Regions from separate parts of the Gossypium hirsutum genome. Here region 2 is linked to region 1. Evidence: chromatin contacts called from public Hi-C data. All regions are on one chromosome and are shown on one strand. The core of a region is the stretch at or near the end of the contact, and the rest is flanking DNA. Distances in the headings are between cores, read along the strand shown. Region 1 has its middle 15 kb from the start of LOC107953265. Region 2 holds the start of LOC107953264 (transcription factor TGA9).

Region 1 (5,393 bases), core at 1,329-3,828:
AATCATCGGGCAATGGAGCAAAGTCGTGTATTTCTTTATGAGCTATCAGCCTTCTTTCATTGTGTTTACTTAGACCATATTTAGACAACCATGTTATAATCCACTTTATCAAGAAATTCATTTTCTTATGACAAATTGTTCTATTTAGCAATCAAATATGAATCAACACCTCCTTTCTATGATGATGTAATACAATGCAGTTATAGACAAAACAAAATAAAATACGTCAGTATAGAAGAAATAATCAACAAAATAGAACACCTATCTGGGTGACCACTAGGGTTTGGCGTGGCTCTACCTAGGGTAGGCTCCTAGGTCTCTCTATATGTGGTTCGGTTCTAGAGTAAGGGTACCTGAACCGATAGATTCCTCGATCCTCACCCGTTATAGGCTTATATGGATTGAGTTCAGTTCAGGGGAATACATTTCCCTACAGCTATACGGAGATGAAAATCTCATGAAGACGTAGGTACGGATGTATCCCGGAAGCGATCCGCTATCCTATACGGAGGTGAAGACCTCACGAAGGAATAGTTTCTCACTCCCACTTAAAGGGTAAAATCGACCAATTCATGCGATGCGATATGCAACAATACATCAAAGAATTAAACCACTTGAAGCAAGCATATTATGAAGAGAACCACGAAAATAACAGACAACATGCAATGCAGTAATCGTAAATTTAAAACTGATTTTCAATTTTCGACAAAAGACAAAAATTAATCAATTTACAGCTCGACTCTCAAAGTCCCCAGTGGAGTCGCCAAGCTGTCGAAACCATTTTTTTGAAAACGGGAATCGACTTTGTTTGAAAGCGAAGATTAAAACGGGAGTCGCCACCAATCTTTATTAGGTGTGATCGGATCACTTTTGTTTTAATAAAACATTTTAGTTTACTAAAACAGTGTTTTTGGCCTACGAAACTTGAGAGAAGGGGTTCGGGAGTCGGTTACGTGCGAGGAAGGATTAGCACCCTCGTCACGCCCAAAATTGGTACCGAATTGATTAGTTAGTGTCTCAATGTCGAAAGTTGGAAATTGGGAACGAATTTAAAATATGATCCTTTTTATTAATGTATATTTTAAAGGGGCTTGAATTAGATCAAAACAATTGCTAAAGATTTCCTCGTCTTGAGATATCGAAGTATCACATCCCGTAAGTTAGGACACGATACCATGAACTCCCGAGCGCAAGTTTGTCTTTAATTTTAATTGGAATTCCGTGTTTTTTTTAAAACTCGAAAGGATATTTGGCTATTTAGAATCAACGAGAAAATCGAAACCCCGTAAGTTAGGGCACAATTCCTCGATGTTCCAAAACGCGAAACATTGCCTTGTTTAAAATATTTCTTTTTTGAATAATAGTGAACACGATATTTAAACGACATCCGTTATTTTGTTTGGAACAAAATCAAGCGATCCAAGTTGGATAAATATTAATTCACAATGCGATGACATGAAATAAAAATGCAATAATGGGCATGGAATAATAATACATGAATAAAATATTACACAAGTGAATGACAATAATATGAAAAAAGAAATAACGAATCATAGTACATGCAATGGCAATAATCATACAACATTTAAATGATAACATCGATAAATAAGGACCAATGAATTAAATGATAAAAAGGTATAAAACAAATTAAAATAAATAAAATGTGAACAAATTTTAGAATGATAATAAATGAGTTCAAAATAAGTGATGTAAAAAGGTATTTTAAAATCCATAACCACACAAAGTAGAATTTAAAAAAAATGAATAATTTTAAAATAATTAATATGTATATATAAAAGGTGTAAATAATATGTAAAAAAACCTAAAATAAATAATAAAATTATTTGAAATAAGTAAAATGGGTTTAAAATAAGGTATATAAAATAATTTTAAAATAAGTAATATATAAGTTAATTTAAAATGTTATATAACAAGTTAAAAAAATATATAATATGTAAAAAAATTAAAAAAAGGGACAAATAAATATATTTTATAATTATAATAGTTCAAAGGTAATAAAAAAGGTTGTTTGAAATATATAATGTACAATAACTTAAAAATAAACAATACAAAATAATTTAAAATAAATATATAACAAAACGATTTTTAAAAGAATTATAAATATATAAAAAGGCTTGAAGTAAACTATATGTATACATATATATAATAATAGGTAAGGAATATAAAATAAATAATACATATAAAATAGATCAGGATAAAATATATATGCAAAAAGCAAGTTAAAATAAATAATAATAATTTAAACAAACAGTACATTAAAATAAGTAAGAATAGATGTAAAGTAAATAACATATAAAATATTTGAAATAACATATAAATGAAATGTTTTTTTTTAAAAAAAGAAGTTAATAAATGGATTAAATAGATTTAGGACATGGTTAAAAACAAGTTAAAATTCGGGGTACAAAATTATAAATACTGAAAAGTTAATCAGGGATCTAAATGAAACGCCCCGAAACTAGCGGGGACTAGATGAAAAAAATCCCCTAAATGCTCTGCGTGCGTTTACCCTGACAGCACAATGGACCAAATCGAAAACCAAACGAAATCTAAGGGTTAAAATTAAAAAAAAAACAAAAAGAAAACAGGAAATGGAGCCCGATTGAATGGAGTTGCGAATGAAAAGGACTAATCGCACAAATTTTCCCTTTAGGGAGAATGTGCAAACCCCCATCCCACCAAACGACGTCGTTTCAAAGATGAAATAAAACCAAAATCTTCCTTCTTTTTCAATCTGCCGTTTCTTCTTTTATTTTTCAAGAAAAAACAAAACACCCTCTCCCCCTTTGTTTCTCAACTCTCTGTTAGGGTTATGAACCCTAGCCTTTGCGCCGTTAGCCCGTCGATTGAGAGGAAGAAAGTCTCTCCTCTCCTCCTTTTGGGTCTGATTTCAGCAACGGAGAGAGTCTCCGGTGACACAATCACAGGGATTCCGGGCAAGCCCTCTCCTTCTCTTATTATTTTTGTTTAAAAGAGATTTAAAAATAAAAGATAAAAAAATATATATAAAAAAATAAAAAAGAAAAGAACACGAAAATGGAAATCGAAATCAACCTTTTTTTTTCTTCTATTTTTGCTTTTTGATTGCTTAATGTTCGTAAAAAAAAATTACAAATGAAAATCGTGGCTCTTATAGCCAATTCATAAACTGTTAGTTTTCATTTTTTTTTGTCTTTTTGCATGTTGTTTCTTCTGCTTGGCTTCTTTCGTTTGCGTGTTGTAGGTGGTTGTCAGAGATGTCAGATGCGTGTGACAAAGCGGCGCGCGTGGTGGACAAGGGTAGCGTGCGGCGCTGGTCAAGGGCAGAGGGGTATGCGGCGGCTGCACCTTGGGGACTAAGGTTTTGTCTGTTGAAAAAAAAGTTTAAGATAATGGGCTAGGGTTTGATGTAATGGGTCATTTGGTTTTGGGTTTGGGCCTGCTGTTTGTTTTTGTAAAATGGACTTTATTTGGTTATTTGGATTTTATTTTTTTGTTTATTTGTCTGGGCTAAAAATTGGCCATTACACCAATCATTAGGAAAGAGAGAGCAAATATTCTCAGATATTCTCTGAATTTATTGTGTGCTAATTTGGAAGATCAAATCTTTAAGATCCGGTAAAATTTCAAGGAATTCATGGATTCAGGTAAGTTTCCCCATCTAGTTTTATTTTTGATTTATTCTTGATAAATTGACATGATAGATCCTGATTTATTAAGTTTTATTTCAGATTTATTTTACAAATCTAACACTAAATTCTCATTTAATTATTATATAATTTTTAATAAATATATTTTTATAGCAACATTTTTCACCCACATCTTTGGTGTGCTATAATCTAATATTTTCATGGATCTTTTGCTACTACTTAGAACACATGAGATCCAAAATTTAATGGCTAAATATGAACTCAATCTCAATAGGAAAAAGGTTAATTGATTTAGTGTTGTCGGATATTTAGATGATTTTATTTGGTCGATTTTGAGTGAAGATCTCAAAAAATTAAGAATTTTTGTATCTCTTTTTCAATATTAGATTGAACGTGCTATAATCTAATATTGAAATATCCAAATTGTAATGATTAAAAATACACTCAATCTCAATAGAAAATTTTTTTTAAATGATTAGTGTTGTTAGATATAGATGATTTTGCTTGGTGGGATTAGAGTGGAGTTCTCAAATACTTGGGGATTTTTGTGTCTTCTTTTCGGCATTGGATATAGTGTGTTTTAGATGTATTGATTCGATGCTCTAAAAGTGTGGCTTTTAGCAAGGATAAGCCTGAATGATACTCTACTACTCGAAAGAAGAGTTGTTGAATTCATATCGATTTTTTTTGGCTTCCAATTATATAAAAACTATATAAAAATTGAATAATTTTTGTTTGTTAACTTTTTTTACATAGAATTCACAATTCTATATGACAGTTTAAGTCATGTTAATAATTATTTAAATTTTAAAAATTTTAAAAATTATTAACAATTCAGAAAATATAAAAATATTTTAATTATATAAAAATAATAAAAATTAAAAATGATAATAAATATTTAATTTTTTTTCTTCTTTTCCATTTCCATTGATATACAAAATAAATTTAAAATTTAAATTAAAATTTCAAATTTTCTTCATTTTACTTTGCAATTATTCCTTCTTTAACTGGAGCTTTTCCCTTTTTCTTTAACTCCAACAACCAGATCCCCTCTCGCATTCACGATATCTGCCCAATCACCTCGTCTTGAAGTCCTACATATGCTTATGGGCTTGGGTTTATCAAGAGTCACTCAGATTGCTCGAATTGGAGGTTATGATTTCAAATTTTTCCTTCTTCGATCTACGACTTCAACAATTGGATTGGCTTGAAACTCAGATACAATCTTCTCCGTTGCGAAAACCAAAATTTGACTATATTGGTAATTCAAAGTATGTAATTCCACGTTAGTTGAAAAAAAAGGCTTTTAAGAAAGTTTAAATATAGTCTTGCCTCTTATCTTCATTAACTAATTGTTAAAGGCCAAACACACATGTCTGTGTCCGTGTTAACATGTGTTTACGAAATGCACTGTGCATATTTTTTTTTGATAAAATTTATGTTTTTCCTTTTAAAATTATTTTCAGAATATTTTTAGTTGCGGAAAATTTGACCCATTACACTTTTGAGGAAACTGACACTGCGTGTTTTACTGATTTGCTCCTTCAAAAAATAGTATAAATAGCAGGTCATTTTCCTCATTTTACACAACAAGCAAATAACAATCTTTCGCTCATACTCTTTTTCTCTCATCTGTTTTCTTTTTAGTGATTTTTCAGTCAAATTTCCAACCACATTTTTTGCTTTGTTTTTCAATTCCGTTCGAGAAAAGTAATACCAATTGTGTTCCACCTTTTTTATTCA
Region 2 (5,393 bases), core at 1,648-4,147, 55 kb after region 1:
CTAATATTTCCAACAACACCACCGCTACTCCCCAATAAAAGCCCCTATTTCACAAAATCAAAAACTCTAAGCACTTTAATTAAGAAACACTAAACACTTACCGTAAATATATATAAATCAAAATCAATATAATATAGAAAAAAGAAAAACCTGAGATCGTGCTCTCTGAAGTTCTTGTTCAAGTTGAGTTAGTTTCATTCTACTCGACTCTAGTTGTTGAACATATGCCTGTTTAAGCATATATATATATGCATCAGTTTACATGTTATGGACACCTAAGTAAGAAACTACATGCAAATGTATGTTTTTTTTTCAGTGTATATATGTCCTTTTTATGTTACCTTCTTTCTAAGACGGCTTTTCTTTGCAGCTTCTCTGTTTTGAGCTAAACGCCTCAATGTCTGGAGAAAAAAAAAAAGCAACAATTTAAAACAGATTCAACTAAAAAGAAGTTTCTTTTTTGATTCAGAAGGAATCTAGCAACAAAGAGTTGGGTTTTTTTAGTATTAAAATTTTAACCTTGGCATCAAGCTGTTTCTCAGAAGTTGAAGCCCTTTTCTGCAACATTATAAACGAAGTGCATGTATTAACATATGTTTAATGAGATGAAATAACACCCATTTCATATTTGATTAAAGAAGAAAAAAAAACACTAAATAGTGGTTGCTGATTTAGAAGATTCTTATCAAGCACAGACAAGAAGTTGCTCAGGAAAATGAGAGCATTTGGCTGTTTGGTAAGCTGGAAAATTAGAGAGTCAGCGTTATAAATACATAAATTATCAAGTTTAGACAGCCAAACCAGAAATACAAAAAATATCATCAAAACAATAAATTTAAAAATCAAAGAAAAACTACCGTAGATTTTTTGACAGAAAAAAATATAATGATTAAAGAGATCTCACAAAATTTCTAAGAGAAACAGATTGGTGATGTGATGTGACTCTTGTTCTTCTAACAAGTAACCATGAACATGATAAGAGTAGCAAAAATAATCAGAATCTGCCATTTCTTTATGTTTAGGGTTAAAGAATTTTTTTGGGGGGGGGGGGTTTGATTTTAAAGAGGATAAAAACAAGTTCATCTGTGAGTTATAGGTATTGACTTAAGTGTGGGGGGATGCGGTTTTATAGTGACCAATCAAGAAAGAGACTAATATATACATATATATATCGTGCAGATTCTCTCTTAGCTTCTCAAAGTGTACAGCTTTTTCTCTCTTTTCATGTCAGATACCAGAAAATCGTTCAGAAATCAGAAAAACTCTGTACCCTTTGATTTTCTGTGGGTTTTTCGGATCTGTGCCCTTGTATATGCATGAAGAAATGATCATAGAGAGAAAAAAAAAAACGGGTAGGGGTGGAGAGAGTAAGGATCAGAATAGTAATAATGACAAAAAATGATACCAACTTTTCAATATCCTGAGTTGTTGGGATTGAAAAGAAGAGAGAAAAAAAAAGTAAAAACTGTGGGAGATTAATTAATAATTTAAGCATGTTTAACTGTAGTTCTTTTAAGGACCTTTTCTTGGAGAAGTTTGACAATGGGAGCTGATTGATTCAGTGATGTTCCTGTTCTTGAAGGATCACTTGCCATCTCTTGTTGTTGTTGTTGTTGCTGTAGATTCTGCTGGTCAAGAGCCTGATGATATGAAGATGATGCCTTTTTACTGATGGGGGAGTCTGGTTCAAACTGGTTCTCAGTTTTGCTTGAGATAGTGTTCAAAGCTGAGCCTGAATCTGTACTTTCCCCTCCTGATTTTGAACTTCCCTGGATTGAGAAAAAAAAGATCCACAATTACCTCAAAAACAAACCATTTAAACAGCAATATATAAAGAAGTAGTCTAAACCCATAGAACTGGTCCACTGTCAAACACTTTTATTTTATAAACATGGTCAAACATACAATGGTGAAAAAGAAGGGTTAAGAAACTAGTACGGGGGTTTGCTGATATCTCATAGGCCAAGAAGGGAACATCTCCAAAGTAGCTGCAGTTCTGCCTGTTAATAAATCTGCAGAGAATCCCAAAAGCAAAATCTCATAGGATCTCCCAAAATATATATATCAAAGCCAAAGAGGTTGAAGTTGAAAGCTAGAAGCAATAGCAACCTAATAAACTCAGCCTGCTTTCTCTTTTATACAGTTATGGAGTCAGTAAATCATGGTAGGGAGGTCAGATTTCTATGTTTGTAGCCTCACGCCATTCAAGTGTGCTAGCCTCACTATCATTACTGTACTGCAAATGGTAACCCCCCCTACTTTTTCCCCTATAGACATGTTCAAACCTCTTATCTTTTGAGGTGTAGGAGAGTTGGTGGTTAAACTAAAAAGCTTTTAAGCTTTAGCAAACGTCAGAAAAAATAAATAAATGAAAAAAAATGAAGATAAGGAGCTTTACTTGCTTTAGCTCCTTGCAGAGCAATGGCTTCTTCTAGCTCTCCAAAATCAAAGGCAGATCCTTCTTGATTACTGACATAGATAGAAACAAATTTAAAAAGGGACCAATTTTAGAAAGAAAAGAAGATAGTATTGGAAATTACATACATGAAACTTGTGGGAACATTCATTCCATGAAGAAGTGCATAAGGAATATGATGGTTCGCCATGCAATACTTGGTGATTCTTTACAGTTTAGACGACGAACATGTTGCAGACTACCTTGGGTGTGGCTTATGAGAGACCCAAAGGAAGAAATAATAAAAAAAGAGTAGAAAAAGATAACCAGATGAAAGCTTTGCTGCAGACTACCTTGGGTGTGGCTTATGAGAGACCCAAAGGAAGAAATAATAAAAAAAGAGTAGAAAAAGATAACCAGATGAAAGCTTTGCTTGTCAAAAGTGGGATCTAAATAGAAACAAATTGAAGGGGCCCAGTCTTTTTCTCAGATAAATATATATATATCTTCTCTCTTTGCAACTTTTGATCCTCCATGGGTGTCGTTTTCTTCTACTTTCTGTCTCTACTTCAATATGAAGAAACCAACCTGATTGATTACAACACACCTCTTCTACAGTGTAATTATATACATATTTTTCTATCAGACTTTAAAAACTCTTCTTACGGTACACAAAATCTTGCCCCTCAGGGCCAGACTCCCTTCTATTTATGTCTATTTGTTTGTGGGGCTTTGAGTTTTATTAACAAAAAAAAAAAAAGAATGCGGGGTCTCTCTACTGGAGTGAATCACTGACTCCTACTCCACTCTCTCATTGTAACCGAACAGCATGCTCTTTCTCATTGGCCCTTTTTATGGACCCCTTCAGGGCTGCAAAGTACTATCCAGACAAATAAAATAAGGGTTTCCTTGCATTATATCCTACTTATAGTTTTATCATTGCACTACACATTTTTTTTAATATAAAGGTGCAACTTTTTGTTATATATAAATCCATTAAACAATATCTTTGAAACACTTATACCAAGCTCTAAAACCAATTTGGATAAGATTGATTAGATGACACAAGCTTTTCTTTTTCCTTTGGTAATAAAAAAGAGTATCAAAAAGTTATAAAAGAAAAGAGGGTGATATTGGTTTCTTTTACAGTATTCAAAATCTCCAAATGGGGATTGGGGGGGGTGATCTGAGCTCACTTTTGGCAATTAATAAGAGAGTGGTGTGTGCCCCATTCCAACCAAAGTCATCAACAAGAAAAACCCATTTGCATATATTTAATCTTTAAACATGAGATGGATATGTTTGGTGTTATCTCCATAGTTGATAGGTCAACATCCATTCCCTGTCATCACCTAAAAGCCCATGCCACATTTCAGATTCCTTAAAATTTTGTTTCTTTAGGGGAAGGGGACTTAGGGTACACTGTCCTTAATTCTTCATGATTAAGGGCTCAATTTTCCCAGATTAGGTGAGGTTTCATTGTTGTCAGTGTCCCAAACTTTTGTCCTTCTGCCTTCGGACCATACATATCAAAGCTTGTCCCAACATTAAAAACCAACCCTTCAAGTTGCACACTGTCTAACCCACAAAGAAAAGAAATAGAAATAGAAAGTTAAAATAAAGCTACAAATTTGAACCACTTTTTGTGTGTGTGTAAATTAAAAAACAATGTTATAAAGGGGTTTTGGGATGACAAGCATTATTGAATAAAGGACATGATATTATATTTTATGTTTATGCTCATCTGCTACTTTTATTGCTAAATACGCTTTCTACCGATTATTCCCTTCATCATACCAATGATTGGTCTAAAAAAATTTAAGAGTTTGGATTTGGTGATTGGAAAATGTTGTAAATTAACTAAAACATTTCTTTGAACTTTCCTTTTTTTTTATTTTATTATTTAATTTAACTTAACTAAAACAAGGGAAAGAACAGAAAATTAAAGCAAATTAAGTTCTTTGTTTTGTTTCAATAAAAAACTACACAAATAATTCTCTAACTATGATGATGTTTTTATTTTGACCATCTAATTATAAATTTTTTTATTTTTTTATTAACTTCTAAAAAATTTACTTTTCAGTCACTATCATTAAGTCACTAATAGAAGTTTGATGTGGCTATTTATTGACATAAAAATAAATTAAATCCTTCTATATTTGCAAATTTTGGGCAAATTCTCAATAAAAGCCTTTTTTTTTTTAAATTTATCGAAATGGGCCAGGTCAGAAATTATTTACCGGAATGGGCTAGTTTTTACAAAATGCGTCCACGTCAGCACGTTGTTAGGGAAAAAAGCAGGAAAACGCTTCCTCAAAGAAGAGCTTTACCTACGTGACAGAAAACGCTTCCCTGAGGGCGCGTTTTCTGTCCACGTAGGCAAAGCGCTTCCTTGAGGAAGCGTTTTCCCCGTGTTTTTATTAGGGTTTTTTGCAATTAGGGTTAAGGTTTTAGGAATTTTGGGTTTTTAAATTTTAGAGTTTTAAGGAAAAAAATTAAATAAATTAGGGTTTAGTGTTTGTTAATTAAATTAATTACTAATTTTAAAAAATTAGATTATGGTTTAGTGTTTATGGTTTTTAAGGAAAAAATCAAATAAATTAGGTAGGGTTACTTGAGTAAATTAATTATAAATTTTAAAAAAATTAGATTAGGATTTTAGAGTTTAGGGTTTTAGGGTATTTAAGAAAAAAATCAAATAAATTAGGGCTTGGGGTTTAGGGTAACTTAATTAAATTATTTGTTAATTTAAAAAAGCTTCTACGTGGACGCTCTTTTGCTACAGTAGTCTCTGAAAATTAAATTTGAGAAGACGTGTCTGCGTAAATAGTGTCAAAAACGCTTCAAGCAGGATGCATTGTCAGCAAAAGTACTGAAAGAAGCTTCCACGTGGACGCTCTTTTGCTACAGTAGTCTCTAAAAAAATAATTTTGAGAAGACGTGTCTGTGCAAATAGTGGTAAAAACGCTTTAAGCAGGATGCATTTTCAGCAAAATTA

What was found. Hi-C and Micro-C count contacts between places; a contact is called where the count stands out from the background.
Region 2: a Hi-C map of leaf shows a contact between it and region 1, with 2.1 times the contacts expected there. The contact joins the promoter of LOC107953264 here to the enhancer-like site in region 1. A contact is called at or near these places in 7 of 34 Hi-C or Micro-C datasets (callus, fibers, hypocotyl and 1 more).

Annotation. Positions count from the first base shown.
Region 1 is chrA07:20,653,798-20,659,190 of Gossypium_hirsutum_v2.1, forward strand. No RefSeq gene overlaps it. Among protein-coding and RNA genes, the nearest start is that of LOC107953265, 15 kb to the left of the region's middle. Within about 2 kb of position 2,579, at least 9 of the 9 cell types and tissues checked have an H3K27ac peak or open chromatin away from gene starts, as enhancers often do. A contact at or near this core is called in fibers, hypocotyl and leaf, where this site is marked.
Region 2 is chrA07:20,708,083-20,713,475 of Gossypium_hirsutum_v2.1, forward strand. LOC107953264 (transcription factor TGA9) reads right to left here and starts at 2,898. Exons shown (of 13, transcript XM_041117733.1): 1 at 2,749-2,898; 2 at 2,545-2,658; 3 at 2,399-2,469; 4 at 1,939-2,012; 5 at 1,521-1,769; 6 at 520-558; 7 at 342-401; 8 at 151-228; 9 at 1-44. The coding sequence starts at 2,606.